Regions from separate parts of the Arabidopsis thaliana genome. Here region 2 is linked to region 1. A link is a contact called in public ChIA-PET data. All regions are on one chromosome and are shown on one strand. Each heading gives the region's core, a stretch centred on a gene start, on an enhancer-like site or on the middle of the called end of the contact. The rest is flanking DNA. Distances are from core to core; before and after follow the strand shown.

What was found. ChIA-PET counts read pairs in DNA pulled down with a chosen protein or histone mark.
Region 2: a contact with region 1 is called in an H3K4me3 ChIA-PET map of shoot, with 10 read pairs. The contact joins the promoter of STP4 here to the promoter of AT3G19800 in region 1. A contact is called at or near these places in 1 of 26 Hi-C or Micro-C datasets (rosette leaf) and 1 of 2 datasets of contacts at active chromatin or transcription factors (shoot).

The regions. Positions count from the first base shown.
Region 1 is chr3:6,874,266-6,878,380 of TAIR10.1, forward strand. It overlaps AT3G19800 (E3 ubiquitin-protein ligase, putative (DUF177)), which reads left to right and starts at 1,778. Exons shown (of 7, transcript NM_112870.5): 1 at 1,778-2,001; 2 at 2,122-2,319; 3 at 2,422-2,511; 4 at 2,589-2,678; 5 at 2,763-2,843; 6 at 2,984-3,029; 7 at 3,136-3,377. The coding sequence starts at 1,888. The coding sequence ends at 3,206. It overlaps AT3G19780, which reads left to right. Exons shown (of 7, transcript NM_001203007.2): 7 at 1-585. The coding sequence ends at 412. It overlaps AT3G19790, which reads right to left and starts at 1,646. Exons shown (of 3, transcript NM_112869.3): 1 at 1,575-1,646; 2 at 1,322-1,370; 3 at 483-1,188. The coding sequence starts at 1,175. The coding sequence ends at 672. It overlaps AT3G19810 (BTB/POZ domain protein, putative (DUF177)), which reads right to left. Exons shown (of 3, transcript NM_112871.4): 2 at 3,994-4,115; 3 at 3,310-3,902. The coding sequence ends at 3,491.
Region 2 is chr3:6,933,031-6,936,705 of TAIR10.1, forward strand. It overlaps STP4 (sugar transporter 4), which reads left to right and starts at 1,538. Exons shown (of 4, transcript NM_112883.5): 1 at 1,538-2,150; 2 at 2,237-2,556; 3 at 2,638-3,267; 4 at 3,350-3,675. The coding sequence starts at 2,018.

The DNA.
Region 1 (4,115 bases), core at 528-3,027:
GATTCTGATCATAAAAGCAGGCCCCGAGATCGGTTTCCTGGGCCTAATCTTTAACAAACGGATAAGGTGGAAATCATTCCCTGACCTCGGTGAAACAGCCGAGCTCTTGAAAGAGACTCCTCTATCGTTCGGAGGTCCTGTAGTGGATCCAGGAATACCACTATTAGCTCTGACCCGAGAGCGAGACTCTTCCACAAACCATGATCACCCGGAAATCTCACCAGGCGTGTATTTCCTAGATCATCAATCTGTGGCCCGTCGAATCCAAGAGTTGAAATCTAGAGAGCTAAATCCAAGTGAGTACTGGTTTTTCTTGGGATACTCAAGCTGGAGTTATGAGCAGTTGTTTGATGAGATCGGTCTTGGAGTGTGGGATGTTGATAACAGTGACATTGACTTTGCTTGGCCTTAGAAGCTCTTGCGTTGCATCTCTTGCAATGTTTTTCTTTTACGTTTTGTTTTAGAAAGAAGAAGAAAAAGAGTAGAAGATAGTAAAACCCATCATGTGGGTAGAAGAAATGTTTAAACTGTAAGAATAACACTTGAAAATGTCTTCTAAACAAATACAACACAGAATTAGATATCTTCTTTTGAGATCATTCCTCTTGCAGATTACTTCAATAGGAAAACATTTTAATAAGCAAAAGCAAAGGTCAGAATCATAACAAAAGTCATTCATCTCTCTTTTTGCCAGTCTTGTTCTCTAAGTAGCAAATCTTATCCTCAGGATCAGAAAATGCCAAGAAGGCCTCTCTATGAGTAACATCAGCCTGAAAATGAGTCAACGATGCACGGTATAAAGGCGACCACATCCTAACACCAGGTAGATCATGGAGTGCCTTCATTGAATCAAACACAATACTAGTCTTGTTGGAATCTGAGGGTTGCTTATTGCTGGTTCGTAGAGCGCTAAGTGAAGGGATTCTAGCAGCAAGAATATCATCGAGTCCGTCTGTTAAATCATCATACATCTCATCATACCACTCATTAATCATTTCAGACATTAGAGAATCCACAAGGTTTTCTTCATCGCTTGATTCTTCCGATCCGCTCGCATCAGACATATCATCATCATGCTCTTCAGACTCTATAGAATCCAAACTGTTTTCCCCAACGCTTGATCCTTTCGATCCGCTTGCATGATCATTGTCAGCTTCCTCTTGAGAAATAACCATATTGAGTGAGAATCTACCAATTTAACAATTCAATGTTACAACAGCATACATATCTCTAACATAACATGGAAAATCAAAGGGGATTATTCAGAAAAAACAAAATCTGGGACTAGAATTCCATAATGAAAATCTCAAAAGCCGATTACCTGATTTTTTTCGGGAATGGTTGTCAATTCATCCTCTTGTTGTTGAAATCTGAAACGAGGAATTGGGAAGATGTTAAACTATTTGAGCAGAAACTGATTGTGTTGTATAGCAATCAACGCTAAAAGAGTAGATGAGTGACTAGAATGGAATCTAATGTTCGTTCGAATTACTAATAAGGACTCAAAATTCAAATCAAAACTCAGAGAAGCAAAATGTGGAAAAGGAGACGAAGAAGAAGATATATCAGATTACCTTTTCAGAGAAGCGATGGAGAGAAGCTTTTCTGGGTCCGAGGGTTTTAAGAATTGCGCAGGTCTCTTTTTGTGGGTTCCCAGATAAAGGTAAGGGTATTTTGGTCATAATCTCAGCTTACATACTTGTTTGACTTTTTTAGTATGACTTACGACTTTTGTTTCTTTTTTTGTAAATTTACTAATAATATAAGTATGAGAAGAAGACACGTGAAGCGCCAAAAGACTTGTGGGGAGTGTATACCGGATAAGGTTTGCATGGTCTCTAAGACCTCAGGTTCTTCCTCACAGTCCTTTCTAAAGAATCATCATCCATGGATGTACGTTGTTTGATCTCTCCAAATCTTTTGAACTCGAAGATTAAAGTTTCCGGCAATACTCATCACCTTCCCTTTTCTTCCCTCTCCAAGAAACACCAAGCTTCTTCCGTATGTTACTTCTTCTCTGCTTTCTCTACTTTTCTTTTTGCACTGCATGTGTTTTTTTTTGGTTCTGGGTTTGGATATGTAAAGAGTCCTCACGTTTTGGATCCAAACCCAATGTTTTAGCCGATACAGGCAGCCATTAATGGAGGAGGGAGCTCAAAAACAGTGAAGCGTCTGATCACTTTATCTCCTAGTGAAGGCAAATGGAATGGAAATTGGAAGACTCAGTACGATGTCTCTCTGCGTGATCTTCAACTCCAAGACCTTGTTGAAGATGGCCCTCCCAATTCCCGTGTCTCTGTCGACCTCTCTGTCCAAAGGGTAACTATCTTCTCCACCACTATGTTGTTGTGACAGTGATTGAATATTAGAAGCTGTCTTCTCTCTTACCTAATCAATCATTTAGTGTTGTTACTTGTCTAGCACGCGAGCATGGGCCTCTCAGTAGATGGAAGAATCATGACTTCTATCGCAAGAAAGTGCAGCATTTGCTCTTCTCTTTATCCTCGACTGGTAACTATTTCATTCTAAAGGGGTTTCTTCAAAAACCCTTTCGCAAGAAACTGTTTTGATGAAATATCTGTGACCAGATCGATACAAGTTTCACCGTCTGGATTTTGCCATCAAGCCGGGAAAATCGAGCTTCAACACTGCCAGAAATTGGCGGCGATGATCCTTCGGTGAGAGCCCTTAGAACATCATAAGCTCTCTATATATATTTTTGCATTTCAACAAGTGGAATGAATAAAAGTCTCTGTTGGCAGGTGATATATGTCAGACCTGGATATGAAGCTAACCTTGATTCCCTTGTGCAAGACACTATCCGCCTCACAACTTATGCTAAAGTAAGACTCTGTTTAAACTATTACCAAGTTTCATGGAATCCACAAGGCCAAAACCTTAGATCGATTATGCCCATCTCTTGGCTTTATAAATCTTGGTTGTGAAGTCTGATTGTTTCACTTATATTGTTGTTTGATTGTAGGATATATGCTCGGATTCCTGCGAAAAATCGGAACCAACACTGCACTGTAAGCAACATTCTGTTGGTTTTGTTTCTTTCCTATTTTCACATGACATGTTAGTAAAATATTCGAAAGGATTAAAGAGTTTTCGTTTTCTCAATTGCTTCTGCAGACGTTGGTCAGACAAATACAGCTTCTGTCGATAAGAGATGGTCAAGACTACTTGAACTTAAGAAGAAGTAGAAACCTTTTTATTCTTTGAATCTCTCTGTTCAATGTACTTCAAAGTCTTAAAAAGATTTTGATACTGTTCATATTCCAATATATACAAAATAAAAAACACATTTACAAGAATATGTAATGATTGATTCTAAATAAAAATCATATGAATGAGATAATGAAAACGTTATAGCTACTTAAGATTCACATTTGAACATTATTGTACCTGATTTTGAGTTTTATGACAGTAACACCAACAAGATGAAGATGTAAAAAGGAAAATACATACAATTATCGTTGAGTTGAGTTTAGTTCCTTAGTCCCTCTTTTTGTTGCATTTGCTCTCTAAGATTTCCGAGAGGTCCATATCCTTTATCCTTCTCTTCTCTGCCACAATCACATTTCCTCTTATTCAGATTCGCACCACACTTCAAGCACATTCCTTTACATGCAGAATCGCATATCGCAGTGATGGTGATTTCTAAATGCACCAAGTCTCTTATATGCTTTGAGATATCTATTTCTTTCACCTCAGGTGGAAAATGAAGCTTATCCTCCCAATCTATCCATGAATCATCATTATCATCATCATCTTCGCCTTCTTCTTTGTCATTACCGAATGTGAATCCTAGATCAATGACATCGGGTTCTTCAACTGGCTCTTCGGTTAGTAATAGCGAGAAGTTGGAGAAGATGCTCTCACCTGTTGACTCACCACATCTTCAAACACATAAGAGAAAACCCGTTAAATAACAAAGTTGATGCAATCACAATAAAGTAAAAAAGCTTCGATGAGTTCATAAGAAAGCACCTGTTGCAGCCGAGTGTGATAACAGTCCTGACAATTCCATCAAGTCTCAGCTTCTTCTTCTTCCTTATGACATCAACCGAAACTTGAACTGGTGTGCCATCTGGATAATCCTTGACATCTTT
Region 2 (3,675 bases), core at 288-2,787, 59 kb after region 1:
TTGTCTTGTGTTTTTCAATTTGTTCTTCCTCTTTATGTTTTGAGTTTTGTTGTCCTGTTTCATTTTATTCTTACTTTTGTTTTCTCTGAATTTTGTTTTCAGTGAACGTATAATTTAAAAATCTGCAATACAAACAAACAAATATCTAAAAGTCAAGTTGGCTTTACGCATGTGATCGACGAAACACCTAATTGTCTTGTTCTTTTTCATTCGTCTGAATAATTTCATGAAATTAACAAGACAAAGGTTCACATTTATAAAAAGGGAACGAGAGCAATCAAACTACAGAAGATCACTACATCAAAATAACGCATTTCTCAGATTCTCAGATTCAAACACATTCACCTAATTGTTTTGTTCTAGCTAGGCCTTTTAGCTATACAAATTTTGCATTAACATTACAATTTCCATCGGCATGTAAACAATTAGCACTAACTAATTAATTAGTACTGCAATATATCAAACATAAAAGATGGTTAATTAATTCAGTGTCAAGTTGCTGATCCTAATGAGAATGCAGTGCTGAGACAAGATCTGATGAGTCTAACAAAAATGTGACTAATTCAAATCACATTAATTACTGTATGTAGCAAACATAAGATTATATATATAATATATCACACCAATTTATATAGGGAATAAAACATATCCTTGTATGCAATGCATAACGTAGTTATTAATATAGCCTTACATGAATAACGTCGTTAAGATAACGATATGACACTATAATGACGAAACCTTATGGGAACATCATGAAAATAATGTAACGCGAGTTTTGACTTTCCAATGTAAACGAAAGGAGTAGAAAGCAACGGAAGACTACGAATGAAAGTATGGAGCTACGTATAGTTTACGAAATAATTAATTATACATATAGAAAAGTAGTGAGTCAACTTTTCTTTCCATCGTAATCAATAGCCCAACTGTTTACTATCATTGTTTGAAATATCCTCTGACACAGAAATGTTATCTTATAGTCAATTTGACGTACAATATGCTCTCTTAATAAAATCAAGAAATCTAGTTTTTATCAAAAACTAAATTTTGTCCCCATTCCATGGATAATGTTAAAACATTACATTCATTATAGATCCATGCATGTGAATGAAAAGGCTCACGGGTAAAAAGGTTATTAAGGTATCAATATGACCTCAAATTTTGGATAGATATTGAAGATTTCATACCACTTTTTTTAGTGTCAAAAGACGGAAAAGTAATAACTAAACTATACTACTTTTAAAAGTTTGAAAATTGAAAAACAGATTTTACACCTAATTTAAAATATCAGATCAAAGATCTTATCTACAAGACTAAAATTAAACTAGTAGCGGTCTTTGCTGTCCATTGACCGAGTTTTGCGGGTGGTTTACTCATTTAAGTACCACAGCATCAAATTAAAATAACTGTCACTTGTCGAAAGTGACTAGATAAAACCAAAAATAGCTTTAATTGAGTCAAAATTGTAGTTCTAGTGCAAAGTAAAGAGTTATCATCTTACAAAATGCGACTCATTAGTGTATTAATTAATTAATTTTCAGTCCAATAATCTGGTTAATTTGGTAAACTATCCAAAGAGTAATTAAATGATTCCTCGTCATAAATACTAATTTTCTACGTTTTAAGCAAAAAAGACAATAATTATTTGGTCTGAAAACTAAAAAAAGACACGAGATTAAGGGAAGAAGATAACGATCTAGAGGAATAGGCAAGTGGAAGAACCAGAACAACAGCTGTTCTTTTCTTCTAAACTTCAGAAGTCAGCCGACAGTTAATTTCTCCTTTTTTTGAGGTTTTGTCGAATCCTATAAATTTCAACTAAACTCTTCTTCATTTTCAATATCAAATCTTGTCTTCTTCTTCTTCTTCTTCTTCTTTTTCTTCTTCTTACATTTGATTTCTCTGTCTGAATTCGAGAACCAGATCTACTAATTACCTGAGAGAAAAAAGATCTGCTCTGTTTGTCTGAAACAGACAGAAGTCAACAAATCTTTCATTTGTTTTTTAGCAAATCAAAGAAATGGCCGGAGGGTTCGTCAGTCAAACGCCGGGTGTTCGGAACTACAATTACAAACTGACACCGAAAGTGTTTGTGACATGTTTCATCGGTGCTTTTGGTGGTCTCATCTTCGGATACGATCTCGGGATCTCAGGTTTTTTTCTTTTCTTCAAGTCTTGTTCTTCTTTGATCTGATCTAGGAATTTCCGGTGACTAATTAGGGTTTCTATATTCTTGTAGGAGGGGTAACCTCAATGGAGCCATTCTTGGAAGAGTTCTTCCCTTACGTCTACAAGAAGATGAAGAGCGCACATGAGAACGAGTACTGTCGATTTGATAGTCAGCTTCTCACTCTCTTCACTTCGTCTCTCTATGTGGCGGCTTTGGTGTCTTCTCTCTTTGCCTCCACCATTACTAGAGTTTTCGGAAGGAAATGGTCGATGTTTCTCGGTGGTTTCACCTTCTTCATCGGTTCTGCTTTCAACGGCTTTGCCCAAAACATCGCTATGCTTCTCATTGGTCGTATCCTACTTGGTTTCGGAGTCGGATTCGCCAATCAAGTAAGCTCTAAAAACTGTCTTTTTCCTTGATGAAGAAGTAACACTGGTGGCTTAGTTAACTGGTTTTGTTTTGTGTTTCAGTCTGTACCGGTTTATTTATCAGAAATGGCTCCTCCGAATCTAAGAGGAGCTTTCAACAACGGGTTTCAAGTAGCGATTATCTTTGGTATTGTGGTTGCAACGATCATCAATTACTTCACCGCACAGATGAAAGGAAACATCGGATGGAGAATCTCTCTCGGATTAGCTTGTGTCCCTGCAGTGATGATCATGATCGGAGCTCTGATCCTTCCCGACACTCCCAACTCTCTCATCGAACGTGGCTACACCGAAGAGGCCAAGGAAATGCTTCAGTCCATCCGAGGAACCAATGAAGTCGATGAAGAGTTTCAAGATCTCATTGATGCAAGTGAGGAGTCCAAGCAAGTGAAACACCCATGGAAGAACATCATGCTTCCTCGTTACAGACCACAATTGATCATGACTTGCTTCATTCCTTTCTTTCAACAACTTACCGGAATCAATGTCATTACCTTCTACGCCCCGGTTTTGTTCCAAACCCTCGGGTTCGGTAGCAAAGCTTCCCTCCTATCAGCTATGGTAACGGGTATCATCGAGCTCTTGTGTACCTTCGTCTCTGTTTTTACAGTGGATAGGTTTGGAAGAAGAATCTTGTTCCTCCAAGGAGGTATCCAGATGCTTGTCTCTCAGGTAACACAAACGCCTAACCCTAACCCTACTATACGTTTCTTAATTGGCACTCAATATCTCAAAATATCGGTGTGTATTACAGATCGCTATTGGAGCCATGATTGGAGTCAAATTTGGAGTGGCTGGAACAGGAAACATAGGGAAAAGTGATGCCAATCTAATCGTGGCACTGATCTGCATCTATGTAGCGGGTTTCGCCTGGTCATGGGGACCGTTGGGATGGTTGGTTCCTAGTGAGATATCTCCACTAGAGATCCGATCAGCAGCTCAAGCCATAAACGTTTCGGTCAACATGTTCTTCACATTCCTTGTGGCTCAGCTCTTCCTCACTATGCTTTGTCACATGAAATTCGGACTATTCTTCTTCTTCGCCTTCTTTGTTGTCATAATGACAATATTCATCTACTT